Linked DNA regions of Sus scrofa: region 2 is linked to region 1. The links are chromatin contacts, called in public Hi-C maps. All regions are on one chromosome and are shown on one strand. Each heading gives the region's core, a stretch centred on a gene start, on an enhancer-like site or on the middle of the called end of the contact. The rest is flanking DNA. Distances are from core to core; before and after follow the strand shown.

Region 1 (2,700 bases), core at 15-2,514:
AGTTCTACCCCACGGCCTCCCCCCAGCTTCGGGCTCCACGTTTGTCCCCCTTTTCTTCTAGCTCCACTGGGCGGGCCAAGGGACCCGCCTTCCCTCCGCGCTGCTCCAGCACAAAGCCAGGCCGGGGGAGGGGTAAAGCCATTCCCGGGTCCACTCGCGTGGAAGCAGCCCGCGCGCCCCGACCGTGCCCAGCGCAGGCTCTCGCCCCTCCGCAGGCAGCACAACTTCAACAGCCCAGAAGTTGGGTTCCTGCGGGTCTCTTGCGTTCCGAGGCCAACTTCCCGGAACCTCCTGCTACACCCGGCCTGGCTCCGTTCGGCCAGCCAACGGACAGCCGAGACCCCACCTCTGTCCGCCCGCCCCGGTCGTCCTCGCAGCCCTGGCTGGGGCTCCTTAGTGCACACGCCCGCCTGCTCCCGCGCCGATTCCGCTGCTCCCAAACTTGCCTCTGCCAGAGGGGCCGGGCGCTCCGGCTCGACCGATCTGGTTTGAATTAGGGTCCGCGGGCGGGGCGTATTAGCCGCGATCTCGGCATCCTCCTGGGTCACCGGCGAGGGGCCCTGCCGCCGCAGTGCCCGGGGTGACTGGGTGGGAGCCGGCGACCCCAGGAGCCGCCGCTGGCTGGCTGGCTCTTTCGCCACTGGAGCCCTTTTACGTAATTGAGCTCGGGGCCCCGGCGCAGGCTCTGCTCCACGGGACGCCCCAAGCCTCCTCCCGGAGCTGCGGAACCCACGGCCCCCCCCCCCCATTCCCCGACGGCGGAGGCAGTTGGGTCAAGAGCCCTGATTTCGGGGCTCCTAGTCTCCCCGCCAGCCTTGCTAGCGCGGGAAGAGGGGAAGTCCCCGCTTCCCCTCCCCCTCCACGTGCGGTCGCCGGTATCGGCCGATCCGCCAGCCCCGGCTTCCCGCCACCTCCCGGCCAAGCCCCCGGCCGCACTCACCAGGAGGGCCGGCTGCAGGCGCAGCGCCAGCGCGCAGAGCCAGAGCCAAAACGCCGCGCGCCTCATGCTGCCCGGACCAGCGGCGGGAGCGCAGCGGGTTGCGCGGGTCAGGGGTGCGCGGCGCTGAGCCGTCTGCGCGAGGCTCCGAGTCGGCTCTGCGGGTTGCGCTGCGCCCAGCTCCCTTGAGCGATGCCCAAGCGCGCTGCTGTCCTAGGCGAGGGCTGCGGGGTCCCCTGGCTGCAGTCCTCGCTCTGGTGCTAGACTCCTCCGGCTCCGCTCAGCTACCGCTAGCACCTCTCCCGCCGAGCTCCGCCTTATAATAAACCCGCAGGCCCTTAGCCGTTGCAAAAAACTCGCCCCCCACCCCCAGCTCGCCAGGTCTCGGGGCCAGCCCCAGTCCCCACCCCCTAGAGCCCCGCCCCCTAGAACCCCGCCCCGCCCCCTGAGCCACAGGCCCGGCCCCCAAGGAACGCCCCAAGCCCGGCTCCCCAGCCCCGCCTCCGCACCGCGCCAGGGAAGCCGAGCCTCGCCTACCCCCAGGGCCACGGTCCCCGCGCGCCGCGGTTCCCCGGGTTTCGGCTCTGCTGCTCCGGTGTTCCCGGGGGTTGGGGACTGGTCGCACCCCCCTACCGCCCTGGCCAAGGGTTTTGAGGCTCTGCCCGGGAGACTGGCGGGAGGGGCGGGAGTTGGTCCTCGATTGCTGGCGCCAGTCTGCAGCGCCCTCTGGGCGTGAACACCGAGCCCCCTCCAGGTGCGCTGGACTCCCGGATCCGGGCGGGAACACTTTCTGAGGCTGTGCGGGGGCCCGAAGTGATGGGCCCTTAAATCAGTGGCCCCTTCCCTGGCTGCGGATGGTGCTCTCTGCGCCCTCTCACCCTACACCCCAGCACTAGTTTCCACATGCGCTGGCCTTCTGCCAGTGCTGGAAACTAGGGGCCTTACTTTAAACAGCTGGACACGCCCAGGAAGGGTTGTTTAAAAAAATTAAAAAATTTTAAAGGACTTTTCAGTGTCTTTTGATAGAAAGCAGTGCCCTCTCTCTTCATTCTCTGAGTCAAAAGGAAAAGTAAACAGCCTTGGGCCCAGGTGACTTCCAGCCTGCAGGTCTGAGAAGCACCACTGGCATTTTTGCTCCTTCGTGATTCCCTGAGGGGCCTTAGACCTCAGTGGTGCCATCAGCAATCCCGAGCCTCTGTGTAGGTGTTCAAAGACCATGGAAGGTCTGTAGAGCAAATGGCCTTGAACGAAAAGGGGAAGAACCTGCCGGGCCCTGCCTGCAATGTGACCTTGGACCTGGAGACCAAAGATACCGACTTCCCCACCCACCGTCCCCATCTCCGCCTGCAGAGCCTCCTGCAGGTTCTTAAGGCCTGAAGCAGTTCTCTTAGGCCTTGATTTCAAGGATCATCTAACCGCATGGCACCAGGCAGGACCTCTCCAAGGAGTTCAGGGCGTCCTGACAGGTTAAAGGGCCCTTTGAATAGAAAGCCATGAGGGTGTTTGCCAGGGGCTGGCTCATAGTCTGAAGTCAGCTCTCTAGCCCTTTCAACTCAATATGGAGGAAACATAGGTCAGTTTGGAATTTTGCTTTTCTCTCCTCCACAAAACAAAGAAAACTGGGGTCAAGGAATATTTGTTAGAGCCTCTTTATATTATAAAAATGACCCGTTGAGGGAGTTCCCTGGCGGCTCAATGGGTTAAGGATCTGGCATTGTGACTGCTATGGCTCGGTTTCAAGGGTTTTGATCCCTGGCCTGGGA
Region 2 (2,925 bases), core at 241-2,740, 33 kb before region 1:
GCTGAGGGGCCACCCCAGCCTCCTCCCCGCCCCCAGGCTGTGCAGTCCCAGCGGGGTCAGGTGACCGGCCTGTCCCCTCCACTCCCTGCCCCTTACCCTTGCTGGGAGGTCACCTGAGGCCGAACTCCAGTCGCCAAGCGTGTGGCCTTCCACCCTTCACGCCAGAGCACCCTTTTGGGGAGCAAAGTTAATCATCCCGTGCCCTGACTTTGAAACCCATCAAAGCCTGCCCTTTTTAATTCTTCTTCCTTCCTTCCTTCCTTCCTTCCTTCCTTCCTTCCTTTCTTTCTTTCTTTTTTCCTTCTTCCTTCCTTCTTTCTTTCTTTCCTCCTTCCTCCTTCCTTTCTTTCTTTTGCTTTTCTAAGGCTGCACCCGCGGCATATGGAGGTTCCCAGGCTAGGGGTTGAATCGGAGCTGTAGCCACCGGCCTACCCAGAGCCACAGCAACGCGGGATCCGAGCCGCGTCTGCAACCTACACCACAGCTCACGGCAACGCCGGATCCTTAACCCACTGGGCGAGGCCAGGGATCGAACCCACAACCTCATGGTTCCTAGTCGGATTCGTTACCCACTGAGCCATGACGGGAACTCCCCTTTTCAATTTTTTAAATGACTGGCTCTGATTCGCAGCCCTTGCCAATCCCACCCCGGCCAATTTCAAACCACCGATGTGAGGTCGCAGACCTCGTGCTCCCATAAGCTAGGAGGCGCCAGCTCCGCACAGGCCACCCCTTCCCTTCACTCTGCCCTGGGATGCAGGGCCCTTTTACTGCTCCCAGTTGTCCCCCCCACCACCACCCCCGCCTCATCTACACTGTTTTCCCGCCCCTCACCTGGACACTGCGCACTGGCTGGGCCCTGCAGGTCCTGAGCGCAGGTCCTGAGCGCACCTCCCCTCTTCTGCTCGGCCTGGCCTGCTCCTTTAGCAATAACCTGCCCAGTCATTTTCCCCTCCGGGCCGCTTCTCGAACTCTCCAGGCTGGATCAGGTGCCCTTTATCTGTCTCTGGAAGACTGCCTTGGACATCTGCATGGTTCAGTACTGCTGGTCTGTGCTCGCCACGGAACTGTGGGCTCTGCGGTGGCTCTGAGCCCAAGAGGACGCGGGCACTGAGTTGAGGGAGTGAAAAACGTAGAGGGGCAGGTCCAGGGCTCCGGGGTAGAGCTGCCCCAGGGGCTCGAGTCCCTTTCTGGATGTTTCCCAACAGATCCCAGTGCCACCTTCTTGGCTAGCATCCAAGGAGAGGGGCAAGACAGGGATGGGGTCCTGTTGGGGGAGGGGCCATCCCCCCAGCTCCTGGATCTAAGATTTGCCAGGTGTCACCCCCAGCTTGCCTCTGGCACAGAGGGGCACAGGGCTGGCAGGGACTGGGGCAGAAGGGAGCCACCACTGCTGTTGTTTGTATCCTTGTGACCATGGTTTCCCACAGGGCAGGTGATGGTTATTGACTTTGGCACCAGCACGCATTTTGGAGAGGCCACCCCAGCCCGTGCCCAGGAATAGCCTCAGGGCTTGCTGGGGCAGCCCTGGCCCAGCAGCGCCTCCTGCACGCCCTGTCCAAGTGGTCCTTTGTGACCAAAATGGATGAAACAGGAAGCAGCGATGTTCAGAGGAGTGCTGTGAGCTCCCAAGTGACACTTTGCGTGTCAGCTTGGCTGCTCAGTCGCTGGATGAAGTCATGGCTTGGGGCCTCAGTTTCCTCATCTGTAAAATGGAGTAGTAACGCCTGCCTTCAGGGTTTTCGTAAACGAAGAGTCATAGCCATTATTTATCGAGTGCTTAGGGAGTGCCACGGCAAAAGACAGTTTCTGTGATGCGGTTTAATCACACTGTCTTATTTAGTCCCTGCATAGCCCAACAAGATAAGGTCTGCCAGCCTCATTTTACAGATAAACTCCAGCTGAGCTGAGGCCTGAATGGGAAACCTTTTTCAATTCACCAGATGCGCCAAAGGAGGTGGGGCAGTCAGTCCCAGAAGTCCTGTCCTGCCCTCCAGCCCTGCCCCCCTCTTTAAAGCCTGTTAACCTCTTGAAATTAAATTCGCACCCTCAGGCAATCAGGGGTCATGCCTTCTAGATCCTAAATTAGGATTTGTACCTGGACAAAGGAAGTATTCTGATTTATGATTCTAGAAAGAAAGAAATCCTTACAGTTGGAGAACATTTGGGCTTCCCTCGTGGTGGGCAATTGCAAATAAAGCCACCCTCTCAGTACCATGGAATACTAGTCAGCAAGAAAAAAGGAACGGCTCTTGATACACACAACAGCTCAGGGGAAACTCAAATGCTGCCTCCTAAATGAAAAAAGCCAGACTCAGAAGGTCCCACGTTGTACTATTCCTTTTATAAGACACCTGAAAAAGGCAAAACTACTAGGACAGAAACAGATCAGTTGTTACTGGGGCTGGGAGGGTGAATGTGGGGGCTTTGACTACAAGGAGTCAGGAAGGAGTTTTAGGGGTGCTGAGATGGCTCTAATTTTTATTTTGGCAGCACTCGCAGCAGATAAAATTTCCCAGGCCAGGGACCGAACCCACACCACAGCAATGACCCGTGTCTGCAGGGGCACAACACCAGGTCCTTAACCTGCTAAGCCACTGGGGAACTCCCCTAAGACTGCCCTATATCATAATTGTGATGGTGATGACACGACAGTCTGGATTTGGAAAGAATTGCCCAGCAATAAGAATGAATTATTGATTATAAACCAACCATACTTCAATATTTAAAAACCGGATTTTGATTTTTTTGATTAAAAGAATGAATTACTGTACATTAAGTAGACATGAATTTTTTTAAAAAACAAGAAAAAATGACACATCCTTTTCAGTCTCTTTTCCCATTCATTTGACCCTAACATAAATGTGAATATTGATGAATTTCACTTGATGGATATTTCCGAAGCCCCTCCTGTGTGCCAGGCCG

Evidence for each region. A called contact is a pair of places that touch in the nucleus more often than the background predicts.
Region 2: a contact with region 1 is called in a Hi-C map of liver, with 4 times the contacts expected there. The contact joins the enhancer-like site here to the promoter of SDC1 in region 1. A contact is called at or near these places in 1 of 5 promoter capture datasets (liver) and 6 of 47 Hi-C or Micro-C datasets (embryonic fibroblasts, fetal liver, liver and 1 more).

What each region holds. Positions count from the first base shown.
Region 1 is chr3:117,986,149-117,988,848 of Sscrofa11.1, reverse strand. It overlaps SDC1 (syndecan 1), which reads right to left and starts at 1,264. Exons shown (of 5, transcript NM_001243190.1): 1 at 941-1,264. The coding sequence starts at 1,006.
Region 2 is chr3:118,019,401-118,022,325 of Sscrofa11.1, reverse strand. No RefSeq gene overlaps it. Among named protein-coding and RNA genes, the nearest start is that of SDC1, 33 kb to the right of the region's middle. Within about 2 kb of position 1,490, at least 5 of the 83 cell types and tissues checked have an H3K27ac peak or open chromatin away from gene starts, as enhancers often do. A contact at or near this core is called in fetal liver and liver, where this site is marked.